2 separate regions of the Mus musculus genome follow, and region 2 is linked to region 1. A link is a contact called in public Micro-C data. All regions are on one chromosome and are shown on one strand. Each heading gives the region's core, a stretch centred on a gene start, on an enhancer-like site or on the middle of the called end of the contact. The rest is flanking DNA. Distances are from core to core; before and after follow the strand shown.

Region 1 (2,911 bases), core at 278-2,777:
GTTTACAAATGAGAAGTTATTTGCCAGTTGCTTTCACACCACTCTCAGAGGAGAAGTAAAAATAACATCTCTCTCGAGCAGTGGTTCCCAACCTTCCCAATGCTGTAGCCCTTTAATACAGCTCCTCATGTTGTGGTGACCCCAACCATTAAATTATTTCTGTTGTTACTTTGTAACTTCATAATTTTACTAGTATTATGAATCACAATGTAAAGATCTGTGTTTTCTGGTCTTAGGTGACCCCTGTGAAAGGGTCATTTGACCCCAAAGGAGTCACAACCCACATGTTGAGAACCACTGCCCTAGATCATTTTGGACCTCTATTCCCACTTCATGGGACTTGAGGCACATTTCCCACATCCCTAAGGAGCACTTGTCTGGAGAGCTTTGTTTCCCATTCTAACCTTGAAACCTGACTTGGTTGCTTTCTTTGTAAGTTTGGAGAAAGGGGGTTTATGTTGGTTTCCAGTCCATCCTGCATGGCTGCAGGTGTGTAAGGCAGGCATAATAGTCAAGGACCTGACTTACCACCTTTGCATTCATACACAGGAAGCAGAGAGACAGGAGGAGGGTGGGTGGGTGGTCAGGCTATAAAACCTCAAAGTCCACCCCCAGTGACATACTTCCTCCAGCAAGGCTCCACCTCTTCAAGGTTCCATAACCTTCCCAAAGAACATCACTAACCCTGAACTGAGAGCTCAGATACATGGACCTATAGGGGGACAGTCCTCATCAAGCCATCACCACTCCATGTGACCACCACTCAATTCTGCATAGAATCATCAACTCAATCCAGACTCCCCCAAGCCTTCCTCCACTCAATGCTTTACCCTAATTCCCCAAGATAGAGTGCTCCTACACTGAGTATGGTAGTCCTCCTTGTTCAGTGGTCACTGAAAACACCTCTCTGGTATCTCACATCTGTGTGGTGAGTTCCCTGAATGGATTAGGGCTCCTGGATCACCCTCTTCCCAATTCATTATCCAGCAGCTACCTGAATCCAGAGTTAGACCTGTACTTGGCAGCCATTGCTGCTGTTCAGAGCCCCTCTTCATCAAAACACCATGCCTTCTCCCTGCTTGACCAAGGTCTGCTCTCCAGGCCTCACACCCAGCACCCTTCCCCTGCTCTTGACACAAAGAGGAGACAGGTTTCTCTGCTCAAGAGGCTGGAAACCATGGTGATGGCCATGACTAAAGCACAGAGAAAGAGAGGGCTGCTAGAGACAGAGAGGAAGGGACTTTGATTGCATGGTAACGCATCAATTCCTTCCGTCTCAGAGCAGCTTCAAAGTGGAGAGGGTACAGTCTATCGCCACCCTCATCAGAAGACATCGCTGTGGAAAAACCCCGTGCCCTTGTGCATATTGAAACAAGGAGTTCACGGATCTGTTTTTCTGCCCTAAATGACTGGGTTGGAAACTAGGTTTGTCAAATGTTTGTAGAAGGTCGCAGGGTCCTGGAGGCTCCTGTGGTGCAACAACTGAAGCAGGGCCCGTCTAGTTAGTTCTAGATTCACATACGCTCCATTACCAGCTGTGTGACTGGGCTAGCTACTTAGTTCCTCATCTCGGAGTTGGTGACAGAGTTGGAGACAGAGTTGAAGACAATGCCTGAGAGACAGCTCCTCCAGTGCCTAGCAGACAGTGAGCACTCAGCAAAGGGTGCTACTTACAATGCCAGGTACTGTGCCAGAGCCCAGAGAAGTAGGCTGCCCACTTTCCATTGTTGGTGAGCTCAGGAGGGGTCATGCATGCAGAGAGCTGGGGGCGTTGGGAGTGAAAGAGGAAGCCAAGGCTGATGGAGGAGGGAGGATGAATCTCCCCATCTCACTCTTCTCTCCCTAACAGGAACAGCAGCAATCAGCTTCTCCCCTCCCCTAACTTGTTTCCATGGTTCCCACCCGGGCTGCCTCAAAAATCTGTCACACTTTTAGCATAATGTGTAGTGAGCACCACGAAAAAAGCTTGTGTCACCGGCAGAGGCCAGGCCAGGCCCTTCCTCCCGTTCCCTGGGGAGGCTCTGGCCCCGAGGTCAGGCTGGGCACCTGCAGCCTGAATCTCCTTTGAGTTCCCTGCTCTGTCCAAATTACCTGTGCTTGCCAGGTCTCCCTCACAGGTGGACCCATTAATGGTGTTGCATGCACAGCCTGTCAGCTCCCTAATTACACCTTTCAGTGGCGAGCTGCCTGGTCCATTTCCATGCTTTCTGTTGGGTATCTTGATCCTTGCCGTTGTCAGGATAAGTTGCGCTGTGGCCTGGCTGTCAGAACAGAGACGATGGCTCTTGTTTTAGCTGGTCTTTTATTTGTCTTATGGTCAACCAGCCTCTTTTAAGAAGAAGAAGAAGAAAGGTAGAAAGAACGTAGAGCTGACTGTAGAATTGAAAGCTCATTTTCATCATCTATTTGCTGAGCATTTCTGAACAAATCATTTAACCTCTCTGGGTCTACAGCAGCGGGGTGACGTTAAGAGGTACCCCACATAAGAGATCATATATAAGTCAGTCTTTGGTGTAGCTGTGAAGGGGAGTTTGCTATTCTTCCTCAATCCTGAATAGGGGACGTGGATTTGGACCTTGGTATATGCAGTTAGCCTACTGGGTGACTTTGAGCAAGTCACTTAGCCCCTCTGATCCTGTTTTCCTGAGCACATGGGAATTAAGAAAAGCAATATACATGTTATCTTCTAGGATTGCTGTGGGACCAACTCATGTCAAAGACACAATCAACTTGAAAATCACTAAGAGCTGCATACCAGTAAGGTGGCGGTGAGACATAAAAGAAGATTTCAAGAGGCTGGGGCGGAGTGGGTTAGAGCACTGGCTGCTCTTAAAGAGGACCCAAGTTCAATTCCCAGCACCTACACAGAAGCTCACAACCATGTAGCTCTAGTGCCCTCGTCTGGCCTCCA
Region 2 (2,911 bases), core at 231-2,730, 310 kb before region 1:
ATTGGGAATAACGGGGAATGGGGGTTCAGAGAAAGTAGAGAAGTAGCCTCGGATTACTGATCCCAGAGAAGAAAGGAAGTCAGGCTTCCACTCGACACAACTCTCCCTGCCCCCCAGAGAAGCATGTTTCCTAAGAAAACCCCCTGAGTGCAGGATGGCCACTTTAGTTCTTGCTGCCTACACCAATCAACGATTTCCTTGGAGAGTGGCTTGTATTCCCTGGTCAAGCTCACACTTTGCATACCCTAGGTCTATCCTGAGGACCCAAAGCCCTCCTGCTGGGTTTCTGCAACCACAGAACCCCCCCCCCCCTCACACTGCTGTGTCTTTAAGATACATCCAGTCAACAGCTCCTCTTTGCCCCCGGCTCAACACTGATGTCCTTCAAGGGCCCCTCTATAGAGTGGTCCTAATTACCTCCTGCGGTCTCATCTCCATCACCTGTGCACCTCCTGGCTCCTGATTGGCTCCTTCCCCAGGATCCTAGGTTTTCCTCAGCACCTTAAGCTGAGTTGTCTATTCATCTCTGACATCACCAGGCCGATGCCTCATTGTGTGGGTCGGCTTGCCTGAGGTATGGGATGCTCAGGGGTTTATCTAAACAAGCTCTGGAGCATGCCCATGGGCCAGATCTATGGATGGGATTAGCATTTGAACAGATTGTCTCCACCAAGGTATCCTGTAATCTAATTGGATGGGAGTCTGAATAGAGCCACCGTGAGAGGAAGGGAAAACTCGTTCCAGATCACTTGAACCAGGAGATCTTTTGAGTTTTCTCCTGCCTGGGGCTGAGACTTACAGCCCTGGTTCCGTGGTTATTAGACCTTGGGATTGAGGCTGAACTATAGCACCATCTTCCCTGGGTCTCCAGCTTAGAACTCAGGCGGTGGGTATTCCCAGAATCCATCACTGTGTGAGCTGAGTCCTTACTATATAATGCTCCTTAAGGGTCCCATGTCTTGGAATAGTCTATTACACCAAGCCCCTGCCTCGGAAGCCCATCTGCTCCTCCCTTCACTGACCCTCCTGAGGACACACTCTTGCACCAGAGCGTGCTTCTGCTCGCCATTCGGCTTCCTTTCGGGTCCTGTCATCTAGCCATTGTCACCAAGACAGGAAAGAAGCAAAGCCCGATGAAAATGCAGAGAGCGAGGACTCCTAAAAGATCCCTTGGTATTATGACAAGTATCCGTTCTGGGTGTCCAGCCAGAACCCCCAAAGCGTCCTGGGCACAGCGTCTCCTCCCTGTGTTTTCACTGGGGGCCACGGCTTCTGAAGGTTTAGTGGGAGCGCAGGTGTGAACGTGAAGTATAGTTCCCCTCACACATTGCCTCAGATGTTGCCTGAAGTTCAGCTCCGTCTCCTTTTTTACTCTTTTCAGGTCTCCTTTTTTCTCCATTCCTAGTCTCTCTGCTCTCCTCAAAGGCCCAGAGAGAAGCAGGCGCTCCCAGACGCAGTAGGAGACTCCTTTCCAAAGGGGGCGCTCTAAGATCAGGAAAAGGGCCTTGAGGAACTTGTGTGTATTAGAGAGGATTTTGAGCGGGTACCAATGGCTGGACAGTTAAAAAAAAAATGACTTTTATGAAATCTTTGCCCTGATACGCTATCCATTTTCCCAGATGCCTTTTTAATATCTACCTACATAACTATATGAAATTATAGTAAGTCCTACAGCTGGGGATGAGGTTGTGACGGACAGCTGCGGTTTGGATCAGAACTCAAGGTGAGGTCTGCTCTAGAAGGCTGCCAAGCTGCAAGCCTCCCTAACGTGGGCAGGCCTGGGGAAGGGGCTGTACACCTAGCAGAGAGTTGCCTGCATCTGGCACCTGTCCCTCCCCTCTCCCTGAGATGTACCCCAAGCAGGCTACAGATCCAGTCAGCAGCCTCTCAGGCAGCAGGCAGACTCGGAGGCCTCAAAAGGGGGTGGGGAGAGAAGGAAGGATGGGAAAGTGAGCTAGAGAGAATGTTCTACGTGGGATAATTTCTGTAAGAGAGACTTTACACTGGTTGACCTGGACAGTGGTTCTCTGCTCCTCCGGGAGGCTAGAGAGCACACCCCTTATTTCACTTATTACCTGCGAGGATGTGTAGGCTAGCCTGAGCACTTCCCACTGAGCCTCTGACACCTTGGTTACCGGGGAGAAAGCTGATTGTGTCTGGCATGCAATTGATCTCACCCCATACAGGGGAGACAGTGAGTGGAGGAAGACACACACATCCGCAATGGACCCAAAGCCTCTCCCGGTCTCTATGGGAGGACAAAAGACGGTTCAGGAGAGCGTGCAGTAAGAATGCTTCTGCAGAGGCCTTGGGAGGGTGAGACCCGGGTGGCAGTGTCTGTTAGGGCTGGCATCCTAAGATCTCTTGCTTCACAGCCTGCTCCAGATGTCCGGTGCAGCTCAAAAGGAGCAGGGTCCACAGCCTGTGTCCCAGCAACCTGTGGGCTAACTTTACAGTGCTTGTCACCTTACGCGTTTTGTCCATCTGCCAAACCCATTTCCACGGTGCTCGAGAGCGGGAGGCTGCGAGGCTCACATCTGTGGCTGATAACACACGACCTTGTGTGAATCAGGGAGCTAAGAGGCTTTGCTTTGCTGTTTTGGAGAGACCTCTGGCTCAAGGCACTGCACTAGGAGGGCAGCAGAGATACTGTCAATTACAGACCTGTCCTTCAAACCTTGGGGCTCAGTGAGCCTGGTGCTGTCAGCCATTCATGCGGGCACAAGCTGGATACACACTTTTTGCTGGGAGCCTATTGCCAAGAGAGGCTCAAAGACTTAGTAGTTTCTTCTCTTCTCTTCTCTTCTCTTCTCTTCTCTTCTCTTCTCTTCTCTTCTCTTCTCTTCTCTTCTCTTCTCTTCTCTTCTCTTCTCTTCTCTTCTCTTCTCTTCTCTTCTCTTCTCTTCTCTTC

Evidence for each region. A called contact is a pair of places that touch in the nucleus more often than the background predicts.
Region 2: a contact with region 1 is called in a Micro-C map of embryonic stem cells, with 2.9 times the contacts expected there. The contact joins two enhancer-like sites. A contact is called at or near these places in 1 of 39 promoter capture datasets (embryonic stem cells), 33 of 484 Hi-C or Micro-C datasets (cortical neurons, differentiating embryonic stem cells, embryonic stem cells and 7 more), 4 of 115 datasets of contacts at active chromatin or transcription factors (acute myeloid leukemia, embryonic basal ganglia and embryonic stem cells) and 1 of 9 other capture datasets (embryonic stem cells).

Annotation. Positions count from the first base shown.
Region 1 is chr9:47,942,072-47,944,982 of GRCm38.p6, reverse strand. The region is part of intron 1 of Gm32016 (a long non-coding RNA gene); the gene reads right to left. Among named protein-coding and RNA genes, the nearest start is that of Gm32016, 4.1 kb to the right of the region's middle. Within about 2 kb of position 1,527, at least 26 of the 459 cell types and tissues checked have an H3K27ac peak or open chromatin away from gene starts, as enhancers often do.
Region 2 is chr9:48,256,795-48,259,705 of GRCm38.p6, reverse strand. It overlaps Gm51672 (a long non-coding RNA gene), which reads left to right. Exons shown (of 4, transcript XR_003948154.1): 4 at 1-2,688. It also overlaps a transcript of Nxpe4 not described here. Among named protein-coding and RNA genes, the nearest start is that of Gm51672, 26 kb to the left of the region's middle. Within about 2 kb of position 1,480, at least 27 of the 459 cell types and tissues checked have an H3K27ac peak or open chromatin away from gene starts, as enhancers often do.